Regions from separate parts of the Sorghum bicolor genome. Here region 2 is linked to region 1. Evidence: chromatin contacts called from public HiCAR-type data. All regions are on one chromosome and are shown on one strand. The core of a region is the stretch at or near the end of the contact, and the rest is flanking DNA. Distances in the headings are between cores, read along the strand shown. Region 1 holds the start of LOC8061389 (inactive poly [ADP-ribose] polymerase RCD1). Region 2 holds the start of LOC8059251 (probable carbohydrate esterase At4g34215).

Evidence for each region. HiCAR-type assays count read pairs that join an accessible place to other places.
Region 2: a HiCAR-type map of leaf shows a contact between it and region 1, with 5 times the contacts expected there. The contact joins the promoter of LOC8059251 here to the promoter of LOC8061389 in region 1. A contact is called at or near these places in 1 of 4 Hi-C or Micro-C datasets (leaf mesophyll) and 1 of 1 datasets of contacts at active chromatin or transcription factors (leaf).

Annotation. Positions count from the first base shown.
Region 1 is chr1:682,196-687,367 of Sorghum_bicolor_NCBIv3, forward strand. It overlaps LOC8061389 (inactive poly [ADP-ribose] polymerase RCD1), which reads left to right and starts at 2,457. Exons shown (of 8, transcript XM_021457901.1): 1 at 2,457-2,830; 2 at 3,691-4,024; 3 at 4,349-5,172. The coding sequence starts at 4,512.
Region 2 is chr1:405,224-410,395 of Sorghum_bicolor_NCBIv3, forward strand. LOC8059251 (probable carbohydrate esterase At4g34215) reads right to left here and starts at 2,369. Exons shown (of 1, transcript XM_002466017.2): 1 at 1,200-2,369. The coding sequence starts at 2,204. The coding sequence ends at 1,368. It also overlaps the pseudogene LOC8061377.

The DNA of each region.
Region 1 (5,172 bases), core at 1,207-3,706:
ACCTAGTAGAATCTAGAAAAAATGTGAGCACCACATTAAATTTAGAACTCGAATCTAGCTAACTACCTACTCGACCTATAGTCATGGGCAGTGGTGCATTGTTGCCGCTAATTGTTTCAATATTGTCGATTGGATCCACTAATTGAACCTCCCGATGGGGCTTGTGGGCATAGCAGCGCCGAATTGAGGTCATAACCAGATCTTGTTCTGGTAAGAGACACCTTTTTTTTCATGTCGGACGATGTTGTAAAGTGAATGTTTCTGTTTTTTAGCCTAGGTACTCCCTTCATACCTGAAATTCTTGACGTTTAGGACATGATTGTGCTTACAAAGGAGTGATTAATTAGAAGGTATTTTTCTATCTCTACCCCTATTAAATAAACAGAGTCATGACTGCTCTTCAAACAAGAAAGTTGTTGAACCCAAGTGGCTAGAGCAGCAGCCTGTGAGTCCCATTGTGCGGGGTGCAGAGTTTGAACCCAATCAGCGCAGTATTTTTTTGCGGAAGGCCAGCAGTGAGAGGTGTGGGCCTTTAATGCGCAGCCAGCGCGCGAGCCTTGCGGCAGCTGAAGAGGCACGCGGTGTAGGGACAAACGCGTCATGTTTAAGCCTCTCATGGCGGCAACGTCATTTTTTTTTTCTCAAAACTGATTCTTGATCTAAAACGTCACCTATTATAGGTATGGAGGGAGTACGTAGTTCATGAAATAATTGAAGCAGGCAATGGATTAAATTATATAATAGTTTTACCCAGATGAACAAATCTACTCCCTCCATTTATAAGACGACTTTTCTAAAAATATCAAAATATCCCTTGTCGTGTTTTGTTGTGTAGCACTGTGGGTGGAGTGGTGATTGGCAATTTGGCACTGGCAGTTCGGCAGGATTGAATTTAATGAAAAGGGACTGTACACATAAATTATTCAGATCTATCGGAATTATTATTGGCACATTTAATTTATCCGAATGTTGGCGAATGGCAAGCAATGCATACGCATGAGGCTAGGAGAGCGGCCGGGTGATGAGCGAGGAGTGTAGTACGTGGGCGCCGCAGAGCCGCCTGAATGCTGTCGGCCGGCCGGCCGGGGTATCGGTGGGTGGAGGTGGAGGTGGAGGTGGTGGCGGCGACGGCGACGGCCGGCCGGAGTTTGGTCTGCGCTGCGCGTGCCGGTCGAGATAGCGACGGGCGAGACGACGGAGGGAGTTGCACTGGTTGGAGTTGGTTGGCGTGGCACGTCGTCGTCGTCGTCGTCGATCGTCATTGTAGCGGCGAGCCGCCGCCGTCGTAAGAGAAGGCAACGGTTGGATGTGGGCCTTAATTTGTATGGGTCGATAACTTTTGTTGGTTCTTGTTCGGCAGAGATGCTGGGCCGGCCCAACTACTATGCCTTGTTTTTTTGGTACGGGCTACCTTAAAAAAAATAAGAAGGAAAGGGCAAAAGGTCTCGGTTCCAAGAAATTATTTTTCACGTCAGATTTCATTTTCATTTTATTATTTTTCTCCTGAGATTTCGCTTTCACTATTCATAGTAGTACCATGTTATGTCAACCAACTGAAAAGCATGACGACAGACTGATATTTCTGTCCCTGGTATTATTATTATTATTATTATTATTATTATTATTATTATTATTATTATTATTATTATTATTATTATTATTATTATTATTATTATTATTATTATTATTATTATTATTATTATTATTATTATTATTATTATTATTATTATTATTATTATTATTATTATTATTATTATTATTATTATTATTTAGTTTAAAGTTCCAAAATCCTTTGTCTGAAACAGAAATCCAAATCTAGACATACATACCTTCATGTTGTAACTGTAGACCATAACAATTAGTACAAACACATATGGAGGCACATGCATGAAACATTAATATATAGATAAAAAAAATAACTAATTGCACAATTTACCTGTAATTTGCGAGACGAATCTTTTTAATCTAGTTAGTCTATAATTAAATAATAATTATTAAATAAAACTAAAAATGTTACAGTAGCGAAATCTAAAAAATTTCATAAACTAAATAAGGCCTAAGAAAAGAGGAGAGAGAAGAAATGAAACCATACGCGTCTACCAAAGGTAAACCACTGGTACAATAGTAGAGTATTCAATTGGGTTAAGCAAAATATAAAGACCATACCATTTGTTTATTTATTTATTTATATAAAAAGAATTGTGGGCCAGCATCACACTCTCCTCTCCTCCTGGCTCCTGCTTCCCGGAAACGGAAGCGGCAGAAGCGGTGGGCCAAGTCCACCGTCCACGCCCCCCTCTCCAAGAAACCCCAAACCGATGGCCGGCCGACCTGGACCCACCAAAGGGGGGGCCGTCCGATCCCGCCCACAGGACGCAACGGACGGCCCGATGCGGCGCCTGCCCGTGTCGGCCCGTCGCTACATGTACGCGGGAGTCGCACCCGGGGCCGCCTCGCTCGCTCGCTCTCCCCTCTCCTCTCTCTGCGCCCACCGGAACGGAAACGCAACCCCAACCCAGGGGAGGAAGGAAGAGGGGAAAGCAGGAGCCGACTGCCCACACCACCCACAGGAACGCCGCGGGGCAGGGGGGGGGGGGAGGAGGAAGACGCCGGCAGTGGCGGCGCCTTAAAAGGCCAGGGCGCGGTTTTCTGCTTGCCTATCTTTCACTTCCCCTCATCTACTACTGCGCTGCGCCGTTTAATTTAGCCCGCAAGAGTAAACAACAAGAGGAAGAATTCTTGTGTTGCGGTCCAATCCGTTCCGCTGCTTGAGCTTGACTGACTATCTCTATCCGATCTTCCGCGTGACGGGTCCGATGACCTACCACTGGTATTGCTTACCTCCTTCCCCTTCCCTTTCCCCTTAATTTGGTCTCTTGTTGATCCTGTTATGTGGTATGCTAATTCGGATCGATTGAATTGAATTAAGCTATTCTGAGGCGATTCTTTTAGTGCGTATTAGATGTATCATGTACTATTAGTTAGTGTCGCCCTGCCGGCGTTTCTGTTGTGTTATTGTATACTAGTTGCTAGTTTGTGCTCCTAATCTTTACCTGTCATCATGCGTTTGCTGCCTCATGGTAGGATGAACAACATTCTAGACCAATTGACACTAGCAGCGCCCCGCTGACTACATAACAAAGCAAAGCAATAGGGCAATAGGGAAGCGATTCCTGCACCCAATGATGAATTATGAACGATTCTAGTGCACTTATCGACCTAGGCATGACTCTAGCAGCGCTGACGTATCATATATGATCTTGCTAGTATTGTGCAGTCTTTGGACAGCACCGCACGATACTATATATATTGGTTAAGTTCACAACTGATTTGAAACTGTTTAAAAAAAATTGGACAAGTGATCTGTAACTGAGTGAAGTATATGTTCTATATTTACTGTAAGTACTAATGAAAGTCAACCTTGGATGTCTGGTCGTCACTGTGCAACTGTTAATGAGCAAACTAATGTCGTACAAGTTTTAGACAAGTGTTTGGAAAGTTTATTGTTCAATGTTTTATATTAACTGTAATATAAGTACCAGTGACAGTCAACCTTGGGTGTCTGGTCATCAGCGTGCAACTTTTAATTAGCAAACTAATGCAGTACAAGTTCTAGAGGAAGTGTTTGGAAAGTTTATTGTTAAATGTTATAATTCTGGCCTAATGAGCATAACAAGCTTTGCACGTCAGGGCCTCAAGGGTCGTCGTCATCTATCTATATTTGAGGTTCTTGCGTCAACATGACAAGGTGCTTTTACTCCCATCAAACTGTTACGGGGGTAGCGCTGTGGCTGTCATTTCTGTGTCCTAGGAAAATGGCCACAGAGAAGAGCCAAAGATATGAAGGGTCTTTTTTACAACACAGACATGCCGGTAATGTCTGTTGCGGAAGCAGGGTTGGCACGCTTCTGTGTCTTATGATCTTCTGCTGCCTCCTTGTGTGGCTGCACCAGCCATCAGCTCTACCAGAGCAGCAGTATCCAGAGAGATGGTGTGGAGCACACACAATTCTACTCTGCGTGGGGTAAAGAATCACTCTGGCAGAGTTGTTTTACTAGTCGTATTCGGTTTGCAAACAAGAAAACTCCCTGGACTCAATTAAGCGTCGATAACTTTTTAACATCAAATAATATGGGCACTGGGGAAAAAGGTCTTTACTTACTTTAGGAAGAAATAGTAATATGTCAACAAGGGAAGTTCTAAAGTTAATAACTCATGCATTTTGTGCCCTGTAACTATAATTGTAAATAAATGTTTACGCACAACACTTTCATTCTCCTCTTGTTTTCTTCGTGTATCTATTTCATTCATTTTTATTTCCCTCTTCTTTTTTCCTTTTTGGTCTCAGGTCCATTTCACTTACCGTTTTGGATAGCGTGGCTCGTTTTGGAATTAACTTTATGTTAACAGAGTCTAGGTATCATTAGCTAGATTAAGCTAACTGCTTGACTTAGTAGTGTGTAAATCTGTAAAGAAAACTACTTGGTTTGGGTTGAGTCTCTATAAAAGAAATGGAGCAGAGGAACGTTCTGGCATTGGGTGAACATGTTCTGAAAGCTACTATTCGCAAGCGAAAGCATGAGACTGCTATGGAGCACCCTGAAGGCAATGATGTGATGGTGTTCTCTCAGCATGATCCAAGAAAACACCCTGCAACATTTGATGACAGAGCTAACTGTAAGAAGTCTAAATTAATTTCCTGTGGGAGTGGATCTATATTGGAGTCATATCGGAACTTTAAGACAAGTGGGCTGCCTGTGCGTGTGCTTTTCTACCAACATGGTGACTGGAGTGATTTTCCAGAGGATGTTGTCAATCTAGCACAACAGGACTTCCAGTTGAAGAGGCCAATTACTACTGCTGTGTTCCAGAACAAGCACATCATGTTGGACTTCGTTCACATGATTTGCATAGATTATGAGATGACCATAGACAAACCACTAGCATGGGTTGATGATCATGGCAAACACTTCTTTCCAGATTTATCTGCTGGACTGTACACATCTAAACCATCTCAGCATGAGAAAGGTGAAGCTGATGAGTGTGATGGAGTGTCAAGTGTAGCTGAAAGCTCAAGTTCGGTATCTGTTGGTGAAGTAGTTTCTCATAGCAAGAGGATCAGTAATATTGCAGAGGACAACCTGAAAGCACATAACAGGCTGTATGAAGCTG
Region 2 (5,172 bases), core at 1,119-3,618, 280 kb before region 1:
AGGGCAACATGTGATTTTGTATTTTGTTTTTGGAACTTGGGCTATTTTCAGATGCTTGGCATGGACAGACTTTGCAGGTAGCATTGGTTTTAAGGAAAGCTGTTCCCTTGATCCACGATGTGATTTTCCAGCTTGGGCTGACTTCCCTAGACGGATAGTATATACAGTATGTAGGTAGAGAATATGGTAGCACAGATGTGGCCCCCTGAAACTCTATTATCTAGGAGTAACTCATTAGAAATGTCAGTTTCAGAAGTCCAACAAAGTTGAATGGTGCTAGTTTACTGGAAGTGAAAGCTGGCAAGGAGACATAGCACACAAGAGAATCATTACTACAGTACTACATATTGACAGCAACCAGAACAGTCCACCTCGGGTATGAAAAGAAGTCATCAGTTGCCTGAAAGTTGCAGCCCATCTTCTTTTGAGGCAAGGCAACCGCCATATGGTAGCGCATGTTGTGAGCAATCTCCCAGACATTCTGATGGCGCACAAGGTGTTGCCGTCTCAGGTACATCACAGGCTAGAGATAATACTGGGTACTATGTTCAGTTGAGAGCTTTCTCATCTCTAGTCACCATCTGTTGCATCTCTTCAGGAGGGCCTTATTTAGTTCTAAAATATTTTGCAAAATCGACACTGTAGCTCTTTCGTTTGTATTTGACAAATATTGTCCAATCATGGACTAGCTAGACTCAAAAGATTCGTCTCGTCAATTTCGACCAAACTGTGCAATTAGTTTTTATTTTTGTCTATATTTAATACTTCATGCATGTGTCTAAAGATTTGATGTGATAGGAAATCTAAAAAATTTTGCAAAATTTTTTGGGAACTAAACAAGGCCCTCGGTGAACCTTCTTTCGTAGAGCTCTCTCTTTGGACCTAAAGCAAGAATACATGCTGTGAAAACTGAATTGCCGACTTGGCTGAAAACTGAATTGCTGACTTCGCTGAAATTGAGCATATACTGAAGAAGAAAACATTGTTTCTTCGTTGAAAAGTAGTGCTAAATTATTGCTGCCATTAGTGGGCAGTTACTTAGGCGCTGAACAGCATGACGTCTGACATGTTCCGTACAAGTTTAACTTGTTGTTAGCATGGTTGTAGACTTAGCTTGTTCGCTTGAGTTTATCAATCAAATCATTCAACAGTAACCAACGGGGAGGAGCATATAAAAGTGCGAATAGTAGCAGCAGTAAAACATGAACGAAGAGCATCGATTGGGCAGAAATGAACAGTTAATACTGGGTTGATTAATAATCCCGTACGTACACAGTACAACGCGGTTAATGGGTACTGCGCTGTAACAAAAACATTTGTGTTACGGAATCGCAATTGTAGAATGAGAATGAAGAAGCAGAAGTGAGTCAGAGCGTGGGTGCCAGGTAGGAGGCGGCGAGCATCTTGCCGAGCTGCACCTGTGCCGGCGTGGTAAGGTGCGTGTAGTCGCTGGCGACGGGCAGGCCCTTGGCGTCCACGTATTTGACGTTGTGGAGGCTGACCCTCCTCTGCGCTTCCCTGACGATGTCGACGAACTTGCCCTGGCCCGTGGCGAGGCCGACCTGGATGACGAGCAGGTCGGGCATGCCGAGGTCCCGGCGGACGTCGCGGACGAAGGCCTCCATGCGGGACGTGTAGACGTCGGCGTCCTGGCGCCTGATGGTGTCGGCCTCGCCCTGGTACCACAGAAGCGCGGCGAGCCTGGAAGATCCAGCATTGTTGTTGTTGTTGTTGTTGTTGTTGTTGTTGTTGGCGAGGGCGGCCCTTGCGCGCTTGAGCATGCGGTCGTACAGCGGCGTGCCGCGGGACCAGCTGGCGATGGGCGTGGCGCCCTGCGCGCAGGGGACGAGCCCCACGACGGCGTGCGGCGGGACGCGGCCGTGGCGGCGCAGGAGCGCGTGCGCGAAGGGCATCCCGGGTCCGACCCCGAGGACGTTGTGCAGGTCGATGCCGGCGTGCAGCGGCTCCCGGGCCTCCTCCCAGCGCAGAGACGGGGAGAGGCGGAGGATGCGCGGGGACGGGGCGCAGTCGGGCGGCACGACGCCGTCCCAGGTGCCGTTGGTGGCGCCGCCGCGGCCGCCCATGTTGGACTGCCCCGCCAGGAGGAACACCAGCGTGGGGCTGCTGGAGGCCGTGGCGGCTGGTGCGGAGGCCAGGAGGATGAGGAGGAAGAGGGAGATGAATTCAGGCACCAGTTGCGCCATATTGGCGCTAGCTAGCTAGCTGTCACTCTGCACTCTCCACTCACGTGAAGGGAGATGTACCAGTCGGTCGGTGCGGTATGCTCTGGATCGAGTGAAGTGCGCTTTAAGTAGAGAAGCGGGAAGGACAGACAGGAAGGGCAGCTACTACCCGCTGTAACTACTCCTACGGTGGTGGTGGTGGTGGTGGCGGTGGCGGTGGTGGTAGCGAAGGGAAGGGAGGCGCGGAGCGGAGCGGCAGTGGGGCAGCACCGGCAACGCGCGTGGCGTGGGTCACGGATTTCCTTTGTCTGCCATGTATGGATGGATCCCCACCACCCCTGTCGCATCGGCGGCCGCCGCATCCATCCATCCATCCATCGTGGCATAAAAGCTGGCCTGCTGTGCCCTTTTCCGTTTGTCTGCCTCTGCTCCATTGCGTACGTATACGATCCTACCTCTATCCATCTAGCAGGCTGTCACGTACAGTAGGTCGGCCACACACAACACAACACAAAATGGGGAGACGACACAAATCCCGGCATCGTCACCCGCAACGCGTTTTGTATACTTCTTCTTCTTCTCGTTGTCTTCCATCTCCTTGACTCGTTCTCTTATAGGGACGATTAACTAGACTGTAGATTCGTTAGAGGGCTTTTCTGTAAAATAGGCAAACCGAGAATCCACCAATGCTCCAAATGTTGTGGTTCAAACGGATCCAAGTGGATTTTAATGGACTCCAATGTCTACATCATGCCACACAAATTCACTAATTCGCAATTCTCATAGCAAAGCACGAGCTATGTTTTTAGTTATGTAAAAAAGACAAACAAACAAACAACTTATCAAACTAAAATAAATAGATGAATCGCTACTACGGATTCCGGTTTGTTAGTTATCACTTTCTAATGTTAATCGTAATTAACCAACATTCTAACAACCCTCTAGCTAGGTCGATGAGTTGCAAAATGTTTCGATCATACCCTAGACAAGGACATAAGATTAGGAAAAAATGGTGGATATCGTATCTATCCAGACTTTGTGTATACCATGGCTCATTGGTTGACACATGTGCATTCAGACTCCATGTGTCCTCCATCGAGCGACGGTATGCATGGAGTCTAGATGGATACTGTATTCACCGTTTTTTATTAAGATTAGGCTACTCTCTTCTCAAAGCACCCTCTAGCCAAGTTCGTGGCCGTTTCTTCCAAGCTCAAGTTCTGACATAAGTCAACACGGGCGCCGCATATCACTGGAAAATAGTTATTTTTAAATGGTAGAATAAATATATAAAAAAAATAAGCACCCATGTTAAACTGAGATATTAAATCTGAGTGGGTCTAGTTAAAGTCTTAAAAATGCGAGTATCTACGTCGAATAAAAAACTTCATATATAAACATTTTGTCAGGTGCCGGAACTAAAGTTCTTTTTTTAGGATGGATCTTAGAGCATCAGTTTATGCTGAAAATAGGTGGACAGGTAATGTTGCCCATGGCTAAAAATGTCAACGACATGCGATGTGGCGATGTTGTCCTAGTGCGGCCACAGCACGCGGTGCCAGCTATCCGTATCCAATCCAGGGCAGTCTCACTGTGTGTGTGGGCCATGCTCTTTCCAGATCACATCCACGACCACGATCCTTCCATCTGTAGATCATCGGAATCGGACCACAGGAGTAATTGCGAAGCTGATGTAACAAAGGGCGAAAAAAAGAGAGAGAAAAAAAAGGAACAAAGAGAACAGAGGCGGGCCAATTCTATAAAGCCCATCTAAGGAATACACTTTGTTGTATGCCAGCCCCGTAAATGGGCCGGTCTAGAGAACCAATACGGGCCCGATAAAATGATTTCATATTCTTTTGAAAAATAAAGATCTCTTTTACCAATGGAACATCTTACCCTCTTAGAGCAACTCCAGCCCAGCATGCAAATTGGGCTTCTATTTTTTCTATTTGCATGCTGGTCTGCAAAAAACAGGGATCCAAAATCAATTACAACTCCAGCCCAACACCCAAAATCAACTTAACAGCTCCTCTCCTGCCACGCAAATCCACAGCCACGGCAAGCCGCCGGCCACAGGAATCCACAACGGCAAGCCGAAGCTTTGAAGCCGGAGCCTCCAAAGCGGCGCAGATTTCAATGCACGACGACCTCAGCGCTGGATCCCTCCGATTTGATCGGTGAGCTACCATTTCAGGGACGTACGGAGCACTCGAGCTCCATCCTGCGCTCCGGCCGTCCACACAGGCACCCACGGCGCCCCCGACGAGGCGGCCGCGTCAGCTGCCGGCCACACGAACGCGTCGCCCACCACGCAGCTCACCCCTGGCGTCGCCCGCCGCGACGCGGGCCGGCCTTCACCCCGCCGGCCTCCGCGGCCGCCATGAACTGTCGCAGCCGCCGACGCAAACGCAGGCAGGCCGGCGGGCGTCCCTGGCCGGAGGACCAGCAGCAGGCGAGCTCGGCGCGCTGGAGAAGGTGGCGAAGACGGTGGACGACGTGGCGGCGGAGATGGCGACGGAGGAGTCGCTGGCTATCTCCAAGTTCGTGGGCGTGGCGGGCGCGGTGCCCAAGGACGCGCGGGCGTCGCACGACTGCCTGTACCGCCGTGGACATCTACCTGAAGACGCACCCGGGGCTGGACGAGATCGAGAGGGAGAAGGTGTGCAGCGTCATGGACCCGCTCAGGCTGTCGTACCAGGCGCGCCTGCACGCACCGCAGAACAAGCGGCTGCCGCTGCAGGCCTTGCTCGACGCGCTCTACTACGACCAACTCAAGCTCCGCAGCGCCGACGGCGGCGACGGTGCGGAGGGAGGAGGGTGGGAGTCGCAGTCGGCTGCCGGGAAGGCTCGCGCGCAGGCGCGGGCGGACGCGTCACTGGCGAGGGAGAACGAGGCGCTGAGGTCAGAGCTGGCAAGGATGCGGGCGTACGTGTCGGGGATGCAGCAGCACAGCAATGGGAGCGGGTCGAGGTCGTCGTTGGCGTCG